2 separate regions of the Mus musculus genome follow, and region 1 is linked to region 2. A link is a contact called in public promoter capture Hi-C data. All regions are on one chromosome and are shown on one strand. Each heading gives the region's core, a stretch centred on a gene start, on an enhancer-like site or on the middle of the called end of the contact. The rest is flanking DNA. Distances are from core to core; before and after follow the strand shown. Region 1 holds the start of Wars2 (tryptophanyl tRNA synthetase 2 (mitochondrial)). Region 2 holds the start of Hao2 (hydroxyacid oxidase 2).

The links. Promoter capture Hi-C pulls out the DNA fragments that hold promoters and counts their contacts.
Region 1: a promoter capture Hi-C map of embryonic stem cells shows a contact between it and region 2, with 4 times the contacts expected there. The contact joins the promoter of Wars2 here to the promoter of Hao2 in region 2. A contact is called at or near these places in 2 of 39 promoter capture datasets (the 3T3-L1 cell line and embryonic stem cells).

Annotation. Positions count from the first base shown.
Region 1 is chr3:99,138,051-99,142,832 of GRCm38.p6, forward strand. Wars2 (tryptophanyl tRNA synthetase 2 (mitochondrial)) reads left to right here and starts at 3,040. Exons shown (of 6, transcript NM_027462.4): 1 at 3,040-3,138. The coding sequence starts at 3,049.
Region 2 is chr3:98,890,424-98,895,245 of GRCm38.p6, forward strand. Hao2 (hydroxyacid oxidase 2) reads right to left here and starts at 2,807. Exons shown (of 9, transcript NM_019545.4): 1 at 2,730-2,807.

The sequences.
Region 1 (4,782 bases), core at 1,790-4,289, 250 kb after region 2:
AGAAGGTGACAGATTTTTGGTCATTCTTGTTCCAATATTAAAATGTTGTTATAAAAACAAAGTACAAAACTAAATAGAACTGGCTCTAGTAGGCTTTGTGTTTTTTTTTTTTTTACTTTCAGTTGTTGCTTCTGCCTGTTAAAAGAATCCCTATCTTTTTTTAAACCTTAAGTCATATAACTTGATAAAATAAAATTTAGACTTAAAACATATATTTGCTCTGTGTAAGATTCTTTCCTAAGTGATTGGAGAAATGTTAAGATTCATGACTTTTGGTAGTATAATAAATACTGTATAGTCTTTGTCTGTGCAACAACTCAGCTGAGTGACACCTTGAGTTACAAAGTTACCACTATGGTGCAGAAAAAAATAAACTCTAACAACATCTTACAGTCTACAAATAATAACCTCAAAGTACTGTAAATGCATTGATGATGCATTAACAAAAAGTAAATCTTTTACCAAGACTGAATCCAGATTTTTCTGTTGCCTCGTTTTTGTAATCTGTCTGTTGTATAAGTTTGAATCTGTGCACATGTGAATGATGTCATGAGAATCTATCCCTGTGTCTGTGTGTCCCTAGCAAAAGGCTTTTGCTCTGTATTTATTGAAACAGAAAAGCATCTCATGGGGAAAATATGGATACTTTAACAGAATCTTTAACAAAATTTTACAAAGGATGGGACTTTACTGATTCCAAGTGACCCAGCTAGAAACAAAATCCATCAAGCAATAGCTACATGCTGCTTCCAGCATTTGTGGTGGATTTGTTGTGAGGTTTCGTTCAACCGATTTGTTGCTTTAAACAAATGACTACCATATAACGTACAGAGACATATATGCTTTGCTCTGTAGGTCAGAGGCATGGAAGGGTATGTATCTTAATATTATAGCAAAGCATTAGCTCCAGTTATAAAGGTTGATTGCCTGGGAAATACGAGGCAAATAAGGTTGGTTATTACATTGTTCTCTTTTTTATTTTTTGGAATTATATCATTTCCTCTGTCCCTTGCTCTCTTAAAGGCAGATTAAACAGGCTCAGTACACAGAAGCATAGCAATCTTTATTGACTTCAAGGGGTATTATTAACTTATCTGTGAGGGCCAGCAAAAGTATGTAAGGGATATTTTCATAATAATGTAAGAGATGTTTTCCTAATAATGAGTCACAACAGCAAATGATTTATTCAAACATTATGGTATTGAAGGCGAGTATTGATAAAGTGTCTTTACTGAGAACGTGTCCTGGAGATATCCCCCCCCCCCATTAAAATGTTACCAGTACTAGATAGGCACCTGGGCAGAAGACTCTGAAAATGCACTGGCATCACTGGCTTGATGCCAGGGTTTTTTATTCTGCAATCTGGATAGCTAAGAACATTAGAAGTCTAATGTTAACTCCTGGGGTTATAATCTAATTAATTATATAGCTATGCAAATAGTAATACTTTGCTTTCTATCTGAAGACTAGACACCTAAGGCATTTATAAAACCCCATGTTACAGTAACCATTGTCTATATCTTCTCTTGACTGGCTTTGTCCTGGGCTTCTGCTACACCATGTGTCTTGGGTTTTCTATTAATTCCTGGCCACTTTATTTCCATTACTCGGCCACTTTTTATTCTAAATTCAATCTAGTTTATTCAGTTTTTGGAGTCTATTACCATGTTTTGTAGCTCAAGTGTCCCGTTGGCTCTATACTCGGGTATGTAGTCAAAGTGCATTGCACCTGGAAATACATGTGCCTCAAATTTTAACAACAAAATCATATTGTTATGTTCTGCTGAGGGCGGAACCATGGCTTCTTCAGCTTTCTCCACCTCATACCTGTAATTCCTTCCCTGCTCACTTCCAGTTACTCTGGAACAATTGCATGCTTCTAAGATTTTATTGTATGACTGGAGTTTTATCTTACTTTAGATTTCAACTCCTCGGGAGTACAGGCATCTCAAATACAGCTTACTGCCTATGAATCTTTGATAATTTCCAGTATGTGTTTCTTAGACTAATATAACCAATGCAATGGGATTGTGTCAAATCTGCTCTTTATATTTTTTACTGATTTTTAATCTGAGAGTTTTCAGTTCACTGAGAGAAGTCATCATCTTTACACAAAACATCTTCCATCAAGCATCACTGGTGTCATTGTTACTGAACCTCCGCGGAGCACTGCAGCTCTAAGCATTGTCCACTCTGAACTTGGTACTTGCTTCTATATCACCTCGTCAGTATGCATAATTCATTCTCTGAACCCATGAGACCCCACACTTCCGGAAGGCAAGGTACACACATATCCATCAGTGTTTCACTCAGGGCACTAGAGTAAAGTTGCAGACCCGATGACCAGCATGTAGGTCTCAAAAAGTCATTTATGGTCCTCTAAGAGAAGCAGGCTTCATTCTTAAGAGACACGAATGGAAAGCTGCATCTGGAAGCTTGATTAAAAAACAAACAAACAAACAAAAAACTACATGACTTTTTCCTGTAAGAAATAAGTCAATGGAGGGAAAATGAAATAAACCCAGTTCAACTTCAAAACTGTGAGAGCTGACGTTTATTGGTCTAAGGTTCAGTATCAATGAACACAGGATAGCAAGTCATGTAGTTTTGTATTAGAGAGCAGGTGGTGAGACATGGCTTTGCCAGAATCATTGACTGCTTTTCTTCGGAACTGCAGGGTGAGAAATTACCTATTTTTTTCCACCTTTGGTCTCCAAGGAAATCCGAAGGTGCTAGGATTCCAGGAGCCGTGGGTCTGTTTTTAGCCTTCGTTTAGGGTGGGTGATTTCCTTTACTTCCACGTCTAAAGAGCAACAACTCATTTCTTGAGTCTCCCTCAAGGAAGCTGGCACAAAGGAGAAGATGGTCGGGAAAACACTAAAGCCTAGGGCCACCTATTCCAAGGCGCACCTGCGCTGCAAACTTAGGAAACATCGGTACTGAGCTACTTTGGCCAGCGGCAGCCCAGAGGACAGGCGCATGCGTAGTAAGCACAACTCGGCTCGCCCGCAGACGTCATTCCGGGCCGGCGGCCCCGCCCTTCTCAAGATGGCGCTGTTCTCTGTGCGGAAGGCCCGTGAGTGCTGGCGCTTCATCCGGGCACTTCACAAAGGACCCGCAGCAACTCTGGCTCCCCAGGTAACCCGAGCCGGTCTTCTGCTTTAGGTCTCCGATCCTGCGAGCGCCTTCCCGCTCCCCTTCCCTTCCGCCACTTATTTCTCCCTTCCTGCTTCCTGTAAAGAGCCCTCCACACTTTCTCTCCGAGGTCCACTAGCCTATGACTGTCCCCAACTCAGACCACAGCGACGTTGCACACATGTGACCGCAGGAGGTGCTGCTGCTGGAAAGCACACGCCGCCGGGCCGCGTGGCCAGTGTTGCCTGGCAACGCAGGAAGCCATCTCCTGAAAGAGTGTGACGTTATCAGAAACTTAGTTGCTCTGCGATCGATCGTTCTCTTGCGCACCGTTCTGTTACGTTTTTAGCCTCCTCCCCCTTACAACTTCCCGGGGTGCAGCGGAGAAATCAGAAAAGTTTTCTTAGAATTGGGTTGTTTAGGTTAGTGCAGTAGCTAGCGTGTGGAACGCGAGCAAGAATCGGTGCTCGGTGATCCTTAGGCGCCTGCATCTACCAGGCCCTGTAACCAACAGCAACAAGCTGCCGAGGTACTTCATAGTGTTGCTTGCCTGGCAGCACTGCGATTACCACGACTGAGCTGATGAGCATGATATATTATGTCGAGCCCCGCCACATTTGCATTTTATCCTCAGAGCCAAAAGGTGTTGGGGAATTTGCTTTGTTCTGACAAGCACAAAACATCCCAGAATATATCAGTTTGACATAGATGATCTCGGAAGTCTTGTCTGAGAGCGGGAAGGAAACTTGAACTTCTGTGATGAAGTAATTTTTACACATTGCATATTCATAGCCATTAATGCACAGATATGACATGAGGGTGTCATGTTGTAACTGATGTATTATTGGAAAGCTTTCTGGCCTGGTCCTAAAAGTTCCTGGCTTTTTCTAACATTTGCTAGCTGTGTTACAGAACCAGTTGTAATCCTCTGGGCAGATGGAATAGAGGGAGAATTGGAGTGATTGGCATGTTGATGTACTTCCAAGACTGGAAAGCTTATGGGTTCATGACTATGAAGGTAAAACATAGCCAGCAAGAGTAGATGAAACTAGCATGTAATATTATATTTTGAATCATCCCACAAGTTACTCATTCTCTGAACTTACTTTTTTTTTCTTTAATGTAAACTTCACAAGATTCTTTACGAATAAAAGACACAATACTAGAAATTCAGCAAACAACTATTCAAATGTTACTTTACATTTTAAGAAACAGTGTTAGTTAAGAATTGATTCCGGCTTTAATCATCAAATGTTGTTTTTCTTGAGGTTTGGGAATTTCATTTTTTGGAATCTGATAGGCATATTAATGTGTATACAACCAAGAATATCTAGGACAGATTACTGTTTTTAAACCCTTGATTTCACTTTAAATATAAAGAATTAAATGTTAAAGTTAGTTTCTGCAGTGTTATAATGCATATCAGTTAAAAATGATAGCATGAAAGATTAAGGCAAGCCCAGTCTGGTGGCAGAGGCCTGGAATCCCAGCTATTCTGGTGGCAGAGGAGGAGGGGAGGGGGTCACAAGTTTAAAACCAGCCTGGGTGATTAAGTGAAATTCTTTGTCTCAAAATAAAAAGTGAGAGGATAGCTAAGTGGCAGGATGCTTGCTCAGTACACATGATGATGCAGGTACCAAAGCACTG
Region 2 (4,822 bases), core at 1,557-4,056:
CTCAGTACCTTACAAAACATTCTCCCACATACCATCACATTTGACCCTCACGATACAGAGTTATAGATTTTAAAAACTGGTTCGTCCTTGATGTCCTTGAAGCCACATGGAGTGGTGTAGAAAGGAATGCAGTATCAACTGTGCAGCACAAAGTGAACTCAGTCAAATCTCACAAAGTTGAGCCGCTGGGCGGGATGTCCTGACTGACCCCAGGAGATCACTGTGTTGCTTCTCTTTCCTCAGGAGAGGGTTACAAACATCATAGGCTGAGAAAGCCCAAATGTTCCAAAATATAAAATTGACTGCCAGTATGATACTATTGCATTCCTGACTTTACACAGTGACCTGCAATCAGAATGCAATGCATGCAATGACCTTCAGAATATGAGTGAAGTACAAGTGAATCAGGTTTTTAGATCTCATGTTCATGCCCAGGGTGTCCCATTATGCATGCACAAATATTCCACTACTATAGCTGTATAACTTCCTGATCCCCTAGACTATTAACATTTCCCAGTTTTTTTTTTCCATTTTTTATTAGGTATTTAGCTCATTTACATTTCCAATGCTATACCAAAAGTCCCCCTTACCCACCCACCCCCACTCCCCTACCCACCCACTCCCCCCCTTTGGCCCTGGCGTTCCCCTGTACCGGGGCACACAAAGTCTGCGTGTCCAATGGGCCTCTCTTTCCAGTGATGGCCGACTAGGCCATCTTTTGATACATATGCAGCTAGAGTCAAGAGCTCAGGGGTACTGGTTAGTTCATAATGTTGTTCCACCTATAGGGTTGAAGATCCCTTTAGCTCCTTGGATACTTTCTCTAGCTCCTCCATTGGGAGCCCTGTGATCCATCCATTAGCTGACTGTGAGCATCCACTTCTGTGTTTGCTAGGCCCCGGCATAGTCTCACAAGAGACAGCTACATCTGGGTCCTTTCGATAAAATCTTGCTAGTATATGCAATGGTGTCAGCGTTTGGATGCTGATTATGGGGTGGATCCCTGGATATGGCAGTCTCTACATGGTCCATCCTTTCATCTCAGCTCCAAACTTTGTTTCTGTAACTCCTTCCATGGGTGTTTTGTTCCCACTTCTAAGGAGGGGCATAGTGTCCACACTTCAGTCTTCATTTTTCTTGAGTTTCATGTGTTTAGGAAATTGTATCTTATATCCTGGAGAGATGGCTCAGCGATTAAGAGCACTGACGGCTCTTTCAAAGGTCCTGAGTTCAATTCCCAGCAACCACATGTGGCTCACAACAAAGACAGCTACAGTTTACTCATAGAAATATAATAAATGAACCTTTGGGGCTGGCAAGATGGCTCAGCGGTTAAGAGCACTGACTGTTCTTATGAAGGTCCTGAGTTCAAATCCCAGCAACCACATGGTGGCTTACAACCATCTGTAATGACATCTGACACCCTCTACTGGTGTGTCTGAAGACAGCTACAGTGTACTTACATTTCCCAGTTTTTAAAGACAGATGGGTTTATATGGCTAATCTGCCCAACTGGTTGAGTGTGGTTCTGCCATGGTAGTTCATCTTCCAAAATCCATATCTATGAAATAAAGGCAGCTTGGATTTCCAAATCTCTACTTGGAAAGGGGCAGCCTTATAGGCCAGATGATTTTAAACAAATATGAACAAATGAGCAAATATGTATTTGTACATATACATTTTTATGTTAATCCACTGATGTTTTAGGGTGTATTTTACAACAGTGACTAGCTTTAACATGATATCTAGGCACTGCCCTAAATACTGAAGGTTAAGTGAAAAGCAAGTTTTTCAGGCTCAGCTTTTAAAATACAGTAAAAGTTGGAAGACGGGATTCAGTATTTCATTCTCAGTTTATTGGTATAATTTAGAGTTAAACATGAGTGTTTTCCTAGGGAGAACTACTGGAAATATGGAAAAAATGGTTCCCATTGCTTCTCAAAGGGGACCTCAGATGATTCCCAGTTATCATTTGTACAAGTTCCAGTTGCTACTAAGTTATAAAATCACAACATCACTATCGAGCCCAGGGTTCTTGTAAGAACTAAAGGATTCTGTAAAACTGAGAATGACGGAGTGGTTCCCAGTAAAGGCTTTAGGAGATGTGCATTCTGGGAGGTTGTAGAAGAACATGAAAGGTCCTTCTCCTTTCATTCTGTTTCCTGGTCCATCTATTCCACTCAAGTATTGGCTATCTATATGACAGTACCACCCTGTCTTGGTTCATCTTCTTCTCAGTCCTTCCCAGATTTCTGTGGGAACTGATCACAACCCCAAGAAGCCCTTCTACTGAAGGGAACTCACAACTGCTTCCAAAGAACAGAGTATCTCCAAATAAATGATACAAATTCTCTTTTTTGAAAAATATTAACTACTTCACTTATAAGAAGTAGACCTGTCACAACATTCTTTTTATGGCCAATGTTCCATGTAATGAGCACATTTAAGGGAAGGGACCTTTTAAAAGAACATATTTTGACTAATGTTTTCCCTAAGGATGCATACACATTCGGCTATCTCCAGGTTTAAATTCCCTGGACTGAACTTTTTATGCCAGCAGACTCTTTGATACTACAGCTTTCTTGGGTAATGCTTAAATGTGCCCACCCCTGCCACCTATCTCCATGTAACCTTCTTTGCCAAGCTCTCACTATGACTCCCCTAAATCTCACCCACTATTTCATCTTCTCCTCAAGTTCCAAGCATATAGAAAATACCCCAAGACAAACCTGACACTAAGGTCTTCCAATAGCCAGCAATAGCAGTATGTAGAGGTAGCCATGCAAAGCCTGCTACAGAGGCCCACCGTTCGGCTCTGAAGTAAAATATATTTAAGGATAAACATTAACCTTTTGGTTAAAAAGTTATCAAGGAAGTAATAAATAACCAGTTCAGATTAAAGTTAACCTTGACATAAACTTGAATGGCTTTGCAATATTTGCTGCCAAAACTAGATCTTTACAAGGTATGAAAATCCTGAAATTGTGTTATAAGAGTAAAGTTCTAAATAATAAAGTAGTTGCTTATTAACTTTCCATAAGGGAAGTTATGGTTAATGGTAGGATATAAGTGATTTCAGGTAGAGAGTTAAAAAATATACTGCAATGGGAAAAGGAACATTTGCCTGGGGTGTGGTAACTGGGTAGAGCAGATAATAGCTTCCAAGCCATGGGCAGGAAAATAGTGGGGACTCAGGACAGGGCTGCATAAGAATACTGTGGAGCTCTACATACTGAACTAGACAACCAAATTAATGCAGGAGGCAAACATTAATGTCTCTGACGATAACATGATTCAGTAAAGTAGGATGATAGCTTGTAGAACAAAATGGAACTGTGTGTGTGTGTATATGTGTGTGTGTGTGTGTGTGTGTGTGTGTGTGAGAGAGAGAGAGAGAGAGAGAGAGAGAGAGAAAGAGAGAGAGAGAGAACTGATTTCCTCAAGACAGTCTTGTAGAGTTCATTCAAGCTGACTAATTTATTAATTTCCCAAATCTCCCTTGTCTTCTTAGAGACCAGCTGTTATCAGGTGTTTCTGTATTGCAACAGCATGTGACGTTTTAATTGGTTACAATACACCACAAACATCCCATTAAATATTTTGATTGCCTCATGAGATACATGGATAGATGTTTCCCTCATTTTTCAGAACAATGAATGTGGTAAGCTAACCTGCTCAAAGCCATGACCAGTGTGAGGGTTAATCTTGACTGTCAGCTTGATGGGATTTGGGGTCACTTAGGCAGTGCTCCTCTGAGTGTGTACGGGTATGGGCATTTCTAGAGTTTGAGTGAGCTGAACAGATCTCATCAGGAAGTTGTGGGGCACCATCCCACAGGCTGTTACCCCAGACTTAATAAAAAAGAAAGCAAGTTGATATAGTGGCTCATGCTTGCAATCTAGGCATTCCAATGGCCAAGGCATCAGAATTTTCAAAAGTTCAAGGCTAGCCTGAACTACTTAGTGAGATTGAGGACCTCATGAACTACAGCATAAAGCCCTGTTCAAACAAAGCAAAGCAAAGCAAAGCAAAGCAAAGCAAAGCAAAGCAAAGCAAAGCAAAGCAAAGCAAAGCAAAGCAAAAACAGAATAAAACCAGACTGAACAAGCAAAACAAAACAAAAGAAAAATTGGGGAGCAGGAGCAGCCACCATTTTGCTTCCTGACTATGGATATCATGTGATCACCTACCCTCTGTTACCGCTATAATGGACTCTCCCGGCTCCCTTTTAACAGGGAGCACGAATAAACCCTCCCTTCTTTAAGTTGCATTTCTGGAACACTTTCTCATAGTGATGAAAAAAAATATGATGAATACAAACACTAATAAGTACAGTTAAGATCTAAACCCTACTTGACCTGAACACTGCTGTGGGAAAACTGCTAATTACGGTGGAAGTCTACCATTAACTGGATGGCCTTCTGGGGCTCAGCACGAATGGAGGACTCCCTCCATTAGCAGAGTTTCTCCTTCTCTGACCTTGTCTGGGGAATTCTAAGCCCCCCACACACACACACACTCACCTCTACTTGAAAAATGTCACATAACCTCAACTAGTTTATAAGATCCTTTCTCTTGACAAAACCTGTTCACCCAGCACCTGAGATTTTCCTGAAATGCTTCCCCAGGCTAATGAAGCATTCCAGGTACCCTAAGGTCTCCAGCCAATGACCTTTGCCCATCCTGGATGTCCCTGCCCTCAGACCCCCAAACTTTTGTAAGCTTTGAATCACCATAAGTAAAGTTGCTCTGCCTACTGCCTGCCTGGTCCTGGTGTGGTTTACTCACCATGTGTACTCACAGGGAATCTGAACTCCCGGTT